Regions from separate parts of the Mus musculus genome. Here region 1 is linked to region 2. A link is a contact called in public promoter capture Hi-C data. All regions are on one chromosome and are shown on one strand. Each heading gives the region's core, a stretch centred on a gene start, on an enhancer-like site or on the middle of the called end of the contact. The rest is flanking DNA. Distances are from core to core; before and after follow the strand shown. Region 1 holds the start of Pglyrp3 (peptidoglycan recognition protein 3). Region 2 has its middle 51 kb from the start of Pglyrp3.

Region 1 (6,473 bases), core at 7-2,506, 50 kb after region 2:
ATGAAGAGGCTGAATCTCCCTCACTTATATATGAGTTGCCTGACCCACTGTGATGAGCTCATTTGAGGTGGGAGAGGTTGGCTAACGTAAATTTTTCTGAATGAATGGAATCTTATGTGTTGTTTGACTATGTATGTGTATGTGTGCTTATTGTTCTAAAAACCTTTGTATGCTCAATTCTTAAGCTGTAATGTTAAAATTTTCCATCTGTAGGTATCAAGTGTGTGTTCAAACAGTGCAGGGTGATGACTATGCCATTTTACTTCAACATTCCCTGCATTGTTTCTCAACCAAGGAAAGTTGATGACTGAGTTCACAACCAAGGGAGTAGACATTTTCATACTAAGTGTGAGTAAGCAGATCTTTCCTGCCTACAAAAATAGATAAGATTCTCGGATCCACAGAGCATCAAAATAGTCCTGTACTTTACACCTTAGTCCCTGCTGAGAATATCCACAATCAGAAACAAAGGCAGAAATTGGGGTTTCCAGTAGAGGCCTTAGAATCTGACAGGTCTGGCTAAGAAGGGCAGTCTCTGTCCATACCCACTGGGAATTTTGAGTATGTGAATTAATGCTCTCACAGGTCACATTGAGGCTTAGTGAAGTATATAGAGTCCTCACACATTATTTGGACCACAGAATGTGATTAGTGAATGGAAATAGCTGGTTGTTATCTTCATGTTAGAGTAGAGATTGACTGATCATTCCTCAGTGACTTAGAATATGGAACTTAACTCTAGGGCTTTCCATACTTCTGGTTGTCTAGTGGAACTCAGTGATGGAGCCCATACCTGTTCCTATTTATTATTTAGTGCTTCTGAGTATTCTTCTCTAAACAAAAAAAAAAAAAAAAAAAAAAAAAAAAAAAAAAAAAGAGGAGTCTTACAGGAATTTTGTCTTATATGGATTTTTGTAAGGGCCAAATACAAACTGTAGCATGGGAAATGAAATTTATACAGGGTCATTACTACTACTACTGAAGGACTTTAAACATAGTTTCATTTGTCCACTGTGAAAGGCTCAGTATCAGCTACATTCACACCAACGAACAGATGTCTCCTGGGTCTGCAGAATATGGCTCTGGAGAGGTGGTCCTGCTAGATACAGACAATAGGATCCTCACATCTATGGAACAACTGACATCTCCAGTTGGACCTGAGAAGCCTGAGCCAGGTGCTGGCCCTCAGAAGGGACCTAGAGAGTAGGGAAACAAACAGAGTGTCATGCAGTTAGCATAGTCATTTTAACTGTCAGTGTTCTCTAGGACCTGTGCCCTCCAGGACTGCCAGTCAGACTCCATGTTGGTGTCCTGGGACCACCCTAAGATGTTGCCCAGGCTTCTTGGCTTCTTGGCTCTCAGTCTCCTGGCCTGTGGTAAGTTCTCTTTCTTCTTATCAGAAGTGCTTTTATTGAATTGCTCATAACTGTTCTTGTGTGACAGAAGTGTTCCCAGTATTGTCTTTTCTAGAGCATGTACAGCTCTGCCACTTGTTGTACTGCTCTGGAATTGACAATTTCTAGTCCTGCCAGCTGTTGTGATTTTCCATCTTTCGTGAGTTAATATGTGATTCTTATCTGATTTTGTGAAATTAGTAAATATTAAATAATCATCAACCACTTCTTAGAATTGTTATTGATGATTCAATTAGATATTATATTGATTACTTTTCTGTGACAAAATATTTAAGAAAAGGCTTTATTTTGACATGCAGCTCCAAGATGTATGTTTATATATACCTCCGCTTGTATGTATATATACCAGAATGGTCTGAAAACATGGTAGCTAGAACTTAGGGCGTTTGGTCACTTTGTTTCCACATCTGGAATGCAATGAGTAGTGAATGATGGTGCTCAACTCCCTCTTATTCAGTCTGGTCCCCCAGCTAATGGAATGTGCTGCCTAAATTAAGGACAGATCTTCCCAGTGTTACTAACCCAATCTGGATAGTCCCTTACAGACATGCTTAGAATTTTGTCTCTTCAATTATTCTACATCTAATCAGTTTGACTATAAAGGTTGAACACAGTGTTCAAATAATGAATATGAGGTAATTTATAGCTCTAATTGTCTCCCCACTTTGTCTTTGTCTTCGTTGTTATCACCACCACCACCATCATCATCATCATAGTTAAACCTAACACAGGGTGAACATTCATAAATAAATAATAATTGTCAGGGAAAGGCTGCCTTTACAACATCTCAATGTTTCACCCCTTTATAAAGTGATTAGACATGAAGTAAATATAAGTGAATTCTGTTGAATTAAATGGACCTGAGTTTAGTAATTTTTTGCTAGCATATTTTCACATTATCTGCCATAATGTAGCTATTTCTTGGCCTTCTACTCTTTTTTTAATTTTAATTGAGAAACTTTTTATTGATGTTTTAATATTGTTTGTTATAGATCTGCTTAAATGGTTCATTTCATCTTGTTTTACTTGTGGCAGGTCCCATGTATCTTTTTTTTTCTTTTTTCTTTTTTCTTATTACATATTTTCCTCAATTACATTTCCAATGCTACCCCAAAAGACCCCCACACCCTCCCCCCCAACTACCCTACCCACCATTCCCATTTTTTAGCAGCTAGAGTCAAGAGCTCCGGGGTACTGGTTAGTTCATAATGTTGTTCCACTGATAGGGTTGCTGATCTCTTTAGCTCCTTGGATACTTTCTCTAGCTCCTCCATTGGGGGCCCTGTGATCCATCCAATTGTTAACTGTGAGCATCCACTTCTGTGTTTGCTAGGCCCTGGCCTAGTCTCACAAGAGACAGCTATATCACGCTCCTTGCAACAAAGGCTTGCTAGTGTATACAATGGTGTCATCGTTTGGAGGCTAATTATGGGATGGATCCCTGGATATGGCAGTCTCTAGATGGTCCATCCTTTTGTCTCAGCTCCAAACTTTGTCTCTGTAACTCCTTCCATGGGTGATTGTTTCCAATTCTAAGAAGGGGCAAAGTGTCCACACTTTGGTCTTCGTTCTTCTTCAGTTTCATGTGTTTTGCATATTGTACCTTATATCTCGATATACTAAGTTTCTGGGCTAATATCTGCTTATCAGTGAGTACATTTCATTTGAGTTCTTTTGTGATTGGGTTACCTCACTCAGGATGATGCCCTCCAGGTCCAACCATTTGCCTAGAAATTTCATAAATTCATTCTTTTTAATTGCTGATTAGTACTCCATTGTGTAAATGTACCACATTTTTTGTATCCATTCCTCTGTTGAGGGCATCTGGGTTCTTTCCAGCTTCTGGCTATTATAAATAAGGTTGCTATGAACATAGTGGAGCATGTGTCCTTCTTATCAATTGGGACATCTTCTGGATATATGCCCAGGAGAGGTATTGCGGGATCCTCCGGTAGTACTATTTCCAATTTTCTGAGGAACTGCCAGACTGATTTCCCGAGCTTGCAATCCCACCAACAATGGAGGAGTATTCCTCTTTCTCCACATCCTTGCCAGCATCTGCTGTCACCTGAATTTTTGATCTTAGCCATTCTGACTAGTGTGAGATGGAATCTCAGGGTTGTTTTGATTTGCATTTCCCTGATGACTAAGGATGTTGAACATTTTCTCAAGTGCTTCTCAGCCTTTCGGTATTCCTCGGGTGAGAATTCTTTGTTCAGCTCTGAGCCCCATCTTTTAATGGGGTTATTTGATTTTCTGAAGTACACCCTTTTGAGTTCTTTATATATATTGGATATTAGTCCCCTATCTAATTTAAGATAGGTAAAGATCCTTTCCCAATCTGTTGAAGGTCTTTTTGTCTTATTGACGGTGTCTTTACCTTGCAGAAGCTTTGCAGTTTCATGAGGTCCCATTTGTCAATCCTCGATCTAACAGCACAAGCCATTGTGGTTCTATTCAGAAATTTTTTCCCTGTGCCCATATCTTCGAGGCTTTTCCCCACTTTCTCCTCTATAAGTTTCAGTGTCTCTGGTTTTATGTGAAGTTCCTTGATCCACTTAGATTTGACCTTAGTACAAGGAGAGAGGAATGGGTCGATTTGCATTCTTCTACATGATAACAACCAGTTGTGCCAGCACCATTTGTTGAAAACGCTATCTTTCTTCCACTGGATGGTTTTAGCTCCCTTGTCGAAGATCAAGTGACCATAGGTGTGTGGGTTCATTTCTGGGTCTTCAATTCTATTCCATTGGTCTACTTGTCTGTCACTATACCAGTACCATGCAGTTTTTATAACAATTGCTCTATAGTAAAGCTATAGGTCGGGCATGGTGATTCCACCAGAGGTTCTTTTATCCTTGAGAAGAGCTTTTGCTATCCTATGTTTTTTGTTATTCCAGATGAATTTGCAGATTGCTCTTTCTAATTCGTTGAAGAATTGAGTTGGAATTTTGATTGGGATTGCATTGAATCTGTACATTGCTTTTGGCAAGATAGCCATTTTTACAATGTTGATCCTGCCAATCCATGAACATGGGAGATCTTTCCATCTTCTGAGATCTTCTTTAATTTCTTTCTTCAGAGACTTGAAGTTTTTTATCATACAGATCTTTCACTTCCTTAGTTAGAGTCACGCCAAGGTTTTTATACTATTTGTGACTATTGAGAAGGGTGTTGTTTCCCTAATTTCTTTCTCAGCCTGTTTATTCTTTGTGTAGCGAAAGGCCATTGACTTGTTTGAGTTAATTTTATATCCAGCTACTTCACCGAAGCTGTTTATCAGGTTTAGGAATTCTTTTGTGGAATTTTTAGGGTCACTTATATATACTATCATATCATCTTCAAAAAGTGATATTTTGACTTCATCTTTTCCAATTTGTATCCCCTTGATCTCCTTTTTTTGTCGAATTGCTCTGGCTAGGATTTCAAGTACTATGTTGAAGAGGTAGGGAGAAAGTGGGCAGCCTTGTCTATTCCCTGATTTTAGTGGGATTGCTTCAAGCTTCTCACCATTTACTTTGATGTTGGCTACTGGTTTGCTGCAGATTCCTTTTATCATGTTTAGGTATGGGCCTTGAATTCCTGATCTTTCCAAGACTTTTATCATGAATGGGTGTTGGATCTTGTCGAATGCTTTTTCTGCATCTAACGAGATGATCATGTGGTTTTTGTCCTTGAGTTTCTTTATATACTGGATTACATTGATAGATTTTTGTATATTAAACCATCCCTGCATCCCTGGAATAAAATCTACTTGGTCAGGATGGATGATTGCGTTAATGTGTTCTTGGTCTGAAGTTCTCTATCTTTGTTGGATCTTTCTGTGGTTTAGGTATCAGTGTAATTGTGGCTTCATAGAATGAGTTGGGTAGAGTTCCCTCTACTTCTATTTTGTGGAATAGTTAGTGCAGAACTGGGATTAGAAGACCTTCTTTGAAGGTCTGGTAGAACTCTGCACTAAACCCATCTGGTCCTGGGCTTTTTTTGGCTGGGAGACTATTAATGACTGCTTCTATTTCTTTAGGGGATATGGGACTGTTTAGATTGTTAACTTAATCCTGATTTAACTTTGGTACCTGGTATCTGTCTAGAAATTTGTCCATTTCGTCCAGGTTTTCCAGTTTTGTTGAGTATAGCCTTTTGTAGAAGGATCTTATGGTGTTTTGGATTTCTTCAGGATCTGTTGTTATGTCTCCCTTTTCATTTCTGATTTTGTTAATTAGGATTTTGTCCCTGTGCCCTCTAGTGAGTCTAGCTAAGGGTTTATCTATCTTGTTGATTTTCTCAAAGAACCAACTCCTCGTTTGGTTAATTCTTTGAATAGTTCTTCTTGTTTCCACTTGGTTGATTTCACCCCTGAGTTTGATTATTTCCTGCCGTCTACTCCTCTTGGGTGAATTTGCTTCCTTTTTTTCTTGATCTTTTAGATGTGTCGTCAAGCTGTTAGTATGTGCTCTCTCCCGTTTCTTCTTGGAGGCACTCAGAGCTATGAGTTTCCCCCCTTAGAAATGCTTTCATTATGGCCCATAGGTTTGGGTATGTTGTGGCTTCATTTTCATTAAACTCTAAAAAGTCTTTAATTTCTTTCTTTATTCCTTCCTTGACCAAGGTATCATTGAGAAGAGTGTTGTTCAGTTTCCACTTGAATGTTGGCTTTCCATTATTTATGTTGTTATTGAAGATCAGTCTTAGGCCATGGTGATCTGATAGGATACATGGGACAATTTCAATATTTTTGTATCTGTTGAGGCCTGTTTTGTGACCAATTATATGGTCAATTTTGGAGAAGGTCCCGTTAGGTGCTGAGAAGAAGGTATATCCTTTTGTTTTAGGATAAAATGTTTTGTAGATATCTGTCAGGTCCATTTGTTTCATAACTTCTGTTAGTTTCACTGTGTCCCTGTTTAGTTTCTGTTTCCACGATCTGTCCATTGATGAAAGTTGTGTGTTGGGTCTCTCACTATTATTGTTGAGGTGCAATGTGTGCTTTGAGCTTTACTAAAGTGTCTTTAATGAAAGTGGCTGACCTTGCATTTGGAGCATAGATATTCAGAATTG
Region 2 (6,924 bases), core at 3,914-6,413:
ATCCGTTTACATGTCAATCCATGTGTGTTTTGTTTCATTGTCTGAATGACTGAATGTTCTGTGTTTCATGTTAGAAATTAAAAGTGGCTAAAACTTTATATGCTGGTTCAGCAAAGCCCGATAGTGGCCCACACTTTAGCCAAGAATCAAGCACAGCAGGGGAGCCACTGCTGGAAAAACTACTTTTAAAGAAAAGGAGTCTGCAGCTTCTTAATTTTAAGGCAAAAAGCTGATAGTTGGTTTTTTCCTAGAAAATTCTCTGCAATCATGATTATTGTGTTTAGCAAATGACAAAGTGCTTTTTTTATCTTATAATTATAGCTATAAAAGTAAAATTCTTTGATTGGTCTAAATTTATAAGACTCGTGTAGCCGCTGCATTTGGTTTTTTACTGGTCTTAAAGGTGTAACATTGGTAGCAAGACAGCTTTAAATTGGTAACTCAGGTTTGGAGTCTTTCAAACATGTGGCATAAAGCAGGCCAAAAAAGTAGGCCTCTAAGGATACTTCTAGTTGAGATAATATTTAATGTGATTCTTATCCTAAAAGGTAGACTTAAAGATAAGATTTAAAACAATGTCTCTTTAATGAAGCATTAAAATTGGAACTGTCATGCATTCATAGGTATAAATTGGCAGCCAAACTTGGTAACATGATAGTAATGCCTCTAATATTTATTTTAAAGATGATAAATTGTTTTAAAATTGGGTTTTGCTTTCCCAAGGTTGTAGATATTATCCTAACCTTGCAAAAGAAACTTGAAAATTATGATTAAAATTGTCAGTGTTCCATTGACTGCAGCTTGCAGTTTGATCACAAATTTAAGATTTTCTACTCACCCATATATTAATTAAGATAATTACAAGAATAATCATCTTCTGAGAGCACTAATACAGCTCTCTGTGGTCATACAGCCATACAAAGCTCAGAGCAGCCTCAGAGAGGCTTGTGTGACTTTCTTTAGTTTTGCAAACAGTGCCTAGAGAAGTTCTTGCCTGCCTTCAGGGGAATTTCTCGTTAGATAAAAGAACACTGTTGCAGATCTATCCAGATATTGTTCTAAGTAAAGTTCAAATTCAAAATTTATAAAAGGTCAATCAGACTGTAGAACTTATAAAGGCATTACAATCTGGCTTGCCTACTTTATGTAAAGTTATTATACGTTTAAAGGTTCATTTTTTCCTTTGCATTCTGATAATTGTAAAGTGTTTGCTTCTGGTGAACTGGTAATCACTGAAAAATTTTGCCTCTAAGTATAGCTGATATAGCTTTACATTATGTAAGAAAAAATTTTATTGTCTCTGCTTCAATACAAGAAGCTAAGAGTTTGAATCTTTCAGTGTATAGTGTTTCCTAAGTGAAAAGTATTTTATTAGCTAATGCCTCTCAAGGGAAGTTTACTTCAAATCTTTGCTCTCACACAATGAGCTTTAAAGTTCTGGGGAGTAGTTGTGAAGGAAGATAAAATATTGTAACTTGTGAGTTTAAGAGTCCACGGCCCGGCCCCGGCCTGGGACTGAGAACAAAGCAGAACAGCCCCCAGGCATGCCAGGGCAGGGCTGTTGTTAAGGCATTCCTAAGAACATCTTGACTGTAAAGATAAAAAGGTATGCAAGGACCAGCAGGGCAATATTATCTAAGTCAACACCATCTGGCCGGAACCTCCCCTCTGTCTATTGCCCCTTGACACCGGGTAAAGTCATACATCGACTGGTTGCTATGTGAACAAAGATAAGCCCCCAGCCCACAGGAACAAAGTCCTGATGCCCTGTGTTCTTTCTATTAATGTTTGAATAAGCCAATAGTGTGTCGCTATGCTGAATTCCACACCCCTAAGCCCCTTACCACATAAAAACCCCTAGCTTTCAAGCCTCATGGCCAACATCCGTTATCTCCTGTGTGGGATAAATGTCGGTCCAGAGCTCCGTAATTAAATGTCCTCATGTATTTACATCAAGAGATGGTCCTTCGTGATTTTTTGGGTGCACGCCGATCGGGAATTGGGTGGGGGTTTCCCCACTAGATCTAACAGTTGTTGCTCCATAAGATTCAGAGGCAATATCTTTATAATATTTAGGGTTTTAGTTATACTATAACGTTGTGGTACAGAAAATCTAAGGATGAACAATTGATTTGCTTCAAAATTTTCTTTTCAAAAGCTTCCAGGAGATGTTAATTGGCTAAGACCTAACCTTAAGGTCTTAAAGTGACTTAAATTTTTGTTGGATGTTATCTAGAGAGACACCAATTAACTGGTAAAGAACATAAGGCTTTGCAGAAAATAAAGAAAGCTTTTATAATTGCTATCAATTATACTCAATGGTAATTAAATATTAGCTGCTTATTTTAGTGATGGTTATTAAATGTGCCCACAGCAATTCTTTGGCAAGGGAAAACATTAATGTAAAATCATCTTTCTTTGCCTCAGAGCAAAGTTTTACCATCCTATTAAGGCTGCTGTGGTGTAAATAAAGAATTGTAAGATAAATTTGTATATTTTAGAAAACCTATACCAAAAAATTGTGTCTTGAGAACCTGACAAAGTATCTGTTCCTTGTTCCAAACAGCAATTAACTTGGTTATTGAAGAATATTGATATTTGGCCTATTGCATACCATCATTTTAAATAAAATTGATAATCATCCTAAAGATAAGTTAAAAATTGTTTTTATGCATGCTTTTGTACCTTCTATAAATTCATTCATGCATGTATCTCATTTACTGTGTTTAAAAACAGCCCTTCTATGGGAGAAAAGTACATGTAAATTGGATCACACGCTTATTCTTTTGAGTTTCCTCCTGCTTCAACACAGATAATTAAATTGTGTGCTGTAGATGGTGTTTTAAAATGTTGAATAATCAAGCTTTAATTTATATATTAATTGTCAAGATTATATCTCAGAGCTTACAATTGCTTAAAATTGTTCATCCTCAGGTACTATAAATTCTCAAATTTGCAATTATTCATGCCTATACAACCCATAAAAAAAGTTGTTCTTTTTAGAAGACTCTTTTTGGACATTTAAGAATTTGTTCTAGACCCCTCAAGGCAATGCCATGCTAGATTTATATCTCAGGCAGATTACAGGCCTTATATAAGAATAAACTCGGGCTGGTGAGATGGCTCAGTGGGTAAGAGCACCCGACTGCTCTTCCGAAGGTCAGGAGTTCAAATCCCAGCAACCACATGGTGGCTCACAACCATCCGTAACGAAATCTGACTCCCTCTTCTGGAGTGTCTGAGGACAGCTGCAGTGTACTTACATATAATAAATAAATAAATAAATAAATCTAAAAAAAAAAAAAAAAAAAGATTGTTTAAAAAAAAAAAAAAAAAAAAAGAATAAACTCGTTCTTTATATAATCAAAATAGTAATGGCTTAAGATAATATTTTGGTAATTTTAGAGAATGTGCATGTCAATTTAAAAAAATAAATTGTTCTTGGTGTCCTCAGATTCTACCTGTTTCCACATAATTGTGTTAGTTCTTGAGAACTTATACTTAATCAATTGCTGCAAGTGAATGCTCTTATTTCTGATTAATAAATAAATTATGCACATGTGACTATTAATAACTTTTCAAGCCTTCTAGTTACAAGTTCAAGAGAAACAACTGAAAGTGTAATTAGTCACTGCCCATGTTATATTAAAACTGATTATAACAGTCAAGTATTTGAGATGTTTTATCAACAATTTAATAATGCTCAAAGACAAGGTATTAAACTATAGCTACTTAAAAAACAAAGAAGGGGAGGAATTATATCCCTGTGCACATTAAATATTTACATCATAATTTTACTTTAAGAATTTTGAAATTTGGATGTCAAAGAACTTAATAAATGCCTTATAATATCTTAAAACTAGACATAATCATGTCTAGGTGAGATGAAAAGGATCTAGTTATTGGCATATGGCTTGATCCTGAACAGCTACCCTATTGGGGAAAGGGGAAAGCTTAGGTTCTCTCAACAGAATGCTGCAGAAGCATGACAACTGTCAGAATGATTCATGTGACAAGCTGACCTGTGAGTTCGCTAAGTGCCCTGACTGTGGTGACAACAAAGCTGAATTGGGTATATGTTTTTGACCCACCTTTGCTTGCCTTTGTCCCAGATTGGGCAAGCTAAGGTGGCTTGCTTTAAGCTTTTTAACCTTATGGGACATAGACCATTAGAGACCATGGAATCTGACTTAGAAAGATTAGTCATAAGAAAGAGTTATAATGATTCTTCTCTTTCCTTCAATGTGACCAGTTATTCTAACTCAATCTTGGACTGGACTAGTAATAATTCCAATATTAGAGATTCCTATTGAAGATAGCTAAAAATCTTAATTACCTAGCAAAGTTAACTTGGAGCTTATCCTATTTACATGAGAAACAGCCTTTCTGTTGATTCTCAAAGTCACTTCCCCCAAACTGCTAGGCAAGATTCTGAGCTTGATTGTTGCTAATTTGCAACTGAATAGAGTACCTGAACTTCCCCCAAAGAAGCTTTTATCCAGTTGCTTTTCACTATCTCAACTTTGTTTTTCAAGCAGGTCAGTCAACATCTTATAGCCTGATTTCAGCAAGTGTGCAGCCTTGCCTCCAGCAAGCACAGGTGGCAGAAATTCATCAATATGAAGAAGCATATTCAGTATACATTGTGGCTTTGGTCTGATTTGGGAATAAGGTGTGCTATGAGGGTCGGACAGTCAATGACGGGCAACCAGATTTCGGAGCCATATCAATCTAACGCAGAGGAATATGCCAAGAGGCCGTGGTTTGTTAATAATACACCACAGAGCCATGTTTGTGCAAAATAAACACAAACAAGCCGCATATGTTCTCCTTGACAGATAAGAATGGCTCAGGAAAATCTGAGATTTCCTAAAACAGGCGCAGCCGCCAGCCACCATAACTCCCAGGCAGGACTATGGAGCATAAATAAATTTTATGTCTCGGTCCAGCTATTTTTATTATATAATCAGGGGGGAAATTGTAGCCTCCCCCCAGCCTGAAGCGGGCTGATGCAAACCTTGCTGCCACTGAAAATGAGACCACCTGGGGTGGAGCCTTCAGACCTAGATGGCTCTATTGTTCTGTCACCTGCCGCTGTTCTCCTCCAAGACACTGCTACCTGCTGAGAGGCCCCTGAGATATTTCTGAGGCACATCCTATCCTATCAAAGGCCTTGATCAGAACCTTTGTCTTGGCTTCATTATCTTCTCTTGCAGTCTAAGTCTCTTTTAGCCCTAGCCTGCCTCCGAGGTGTACCCGGTTCATGTAGGCCGCAGGCCAGCATACAACAGTTACAAGCCTAATTTATATTGCTTATTGTAATTTCAGTTTGACACATAAAGTATTACAGAGCTATATTTGTCACTATTACTCTACAGAGAGCTTGATATTACTTGTATAAACTATGAAAATCTATAAAATACTTATGAGTACTTGTGAAATTAAAAATATGTCTACACAGTATTTTTACATGACAGTATATCATTATACTAATCTGCAGAAAATCTGCTAAATTGTTTAGGGTAGCCTAATGCCCAGGAGTCATAAGGCTATGTAATAATAACAGGAAAATGCATGTCAGCAGCAAGAAGCCATTATGGGATGAAGCCTCTTAGGACATTGCCTATCAGATCTTAAAATTTACAGGCCATGCAAAATGGTGTGCTATCTCCAGAAAAGTTACTTACTAGGCCTAGCCTCAGTAAGATGGCTTCTGACAGTCTGTGGGGATACAATATATAAAAAGTTGAAATTCAAACCTATTAGCTTTTTCACATAATATGTTAATGAGAAATGAAATTGATTTAAGAAAAAAATACTTTCCATGACAAATTTCAAATTCAGATTATATATATATATATATATATATATATATATATATATATATATATATCTTTTATCCTTCCAGAAAACAGTTTCCATTTTTGAAACATACTTAATGTATTCTCTTTTCTAACATTGGCAGTTTCTGTACAATTAATGCTTTTACTTATTTCACAGATAAAACACGGTGTCTTAAGGCTGTGTGCATGGGAGTATCTCAAGCTGTTTTTAATATTAATTACTACGCGCCCAAAATAAAGAATTTGATAAAGGTGTGAAGGTCTGGGTACCTGAAACTTTCCAGTTAGCATTGTCACTAACTCTCACTTTATAGCTATCTCCATCCTACTAGAATTAGTTACATACACCAAATTAATAAAGTAATCTACTCACCCAACAACATTTACCTATTCCATCCAGGTCTTTAGATTCTCTGTGTTATTAACATGTCAGCACATATGTGATTGCTTCTCTTTTTGGAACAATAAACATACATACAGATATTCTCGTCTACCCTCTATTTTTACACATAACTGATAAATACCACAGATTGATACAACTTAAACCACAATCCTGTTTGATTTCTGCAAGCATAGTTTTACCTATATAAAAATGACGCAAAACCCTTAGCTCTGTAATGTCCTAAATGTTTGAATTTAGGTCTCGAGACCATTTCATTCAGGGATTCATCTCTGATGGACAGAATGAAATGACCTTTGAAAACTAGATATTACTATAGACTGGAAGATGCAAGCAAAATATGTCTATGTCTCTGTACATGTTTTCTCAAATACAACATGATAACCTGCACAACCTGGGGAGAATGGTATCCATATGATATGTAACACAGTAGTACCTTGCTCTGTCCAGCTCTGCCTGAGCATCTTCCCAATACCAGTCTCTACTTCCAATTGAACCCATGGCAAATACTCAAGCTTGCCTCTCCCCAGATAATATACCCTACCTGTATTCCAGGCGATCTGCATAATCAGGAAAATAGTTGTGATCCCTGCACCAGTACCCAAGCAAGCTAGGCCCCCACAGAGCCCAGTAGATATAGGGTCTATTTCCGCCCTGCCCAAGTCCCATTGTCCTTCCAGC

What was found. Promoter capture Hi-C pulls out the DNA fragments that hold promoters and counts their contacts.
Region 1: a contact with region 2 is called in a promoter capture Hi-C map of embryonic stem cells, with 2.3 times the contacts expected there. The contact joins the promoter of Pglyrp3 here to the enhancer-like site in region 2. A contact is called at or near these places in 8 of 39 promoter capture datasets (the HPC-7 cell line, cranial neural crest, embryonic stem cells and 4 more), 2 of 115 datasets of contacts at active chromatin or transcription factors (both in embryonic stem cells) and 2 of 9 other capture datasets (adipose tissue and liver).

What each region holds. Positions count from the first base shown.
Region 1 is chr3:92,013,327-92,019,799 of GRCm38.p6, forward strand. It overlaps Pglyrp3 (peptidoglycan recognition protein 3), which reads left to right and starts at 1,257. Exons shown (of 7, transcript NM_207247.4): 1 at 1,257-1,376. The coding sequence starts at 1,301.
Region 2 is chr3:91,959,633-91,966,556 of GRCm38.p6, forward strand. No RefSeq gene overlaps it. Among named protein-coding and RNA genes, the nearest start is that of Pglyrp3, 51 kb to the right of the region's middle. Within about 2 kb of position 5,164, at least 8 of the 459 cell types and tissues checked have an H3K27ac peak or open chromatin away from gene starts, as enhancers often do. A contact at or near this core is called in embryonic stem cells, where this site is marked.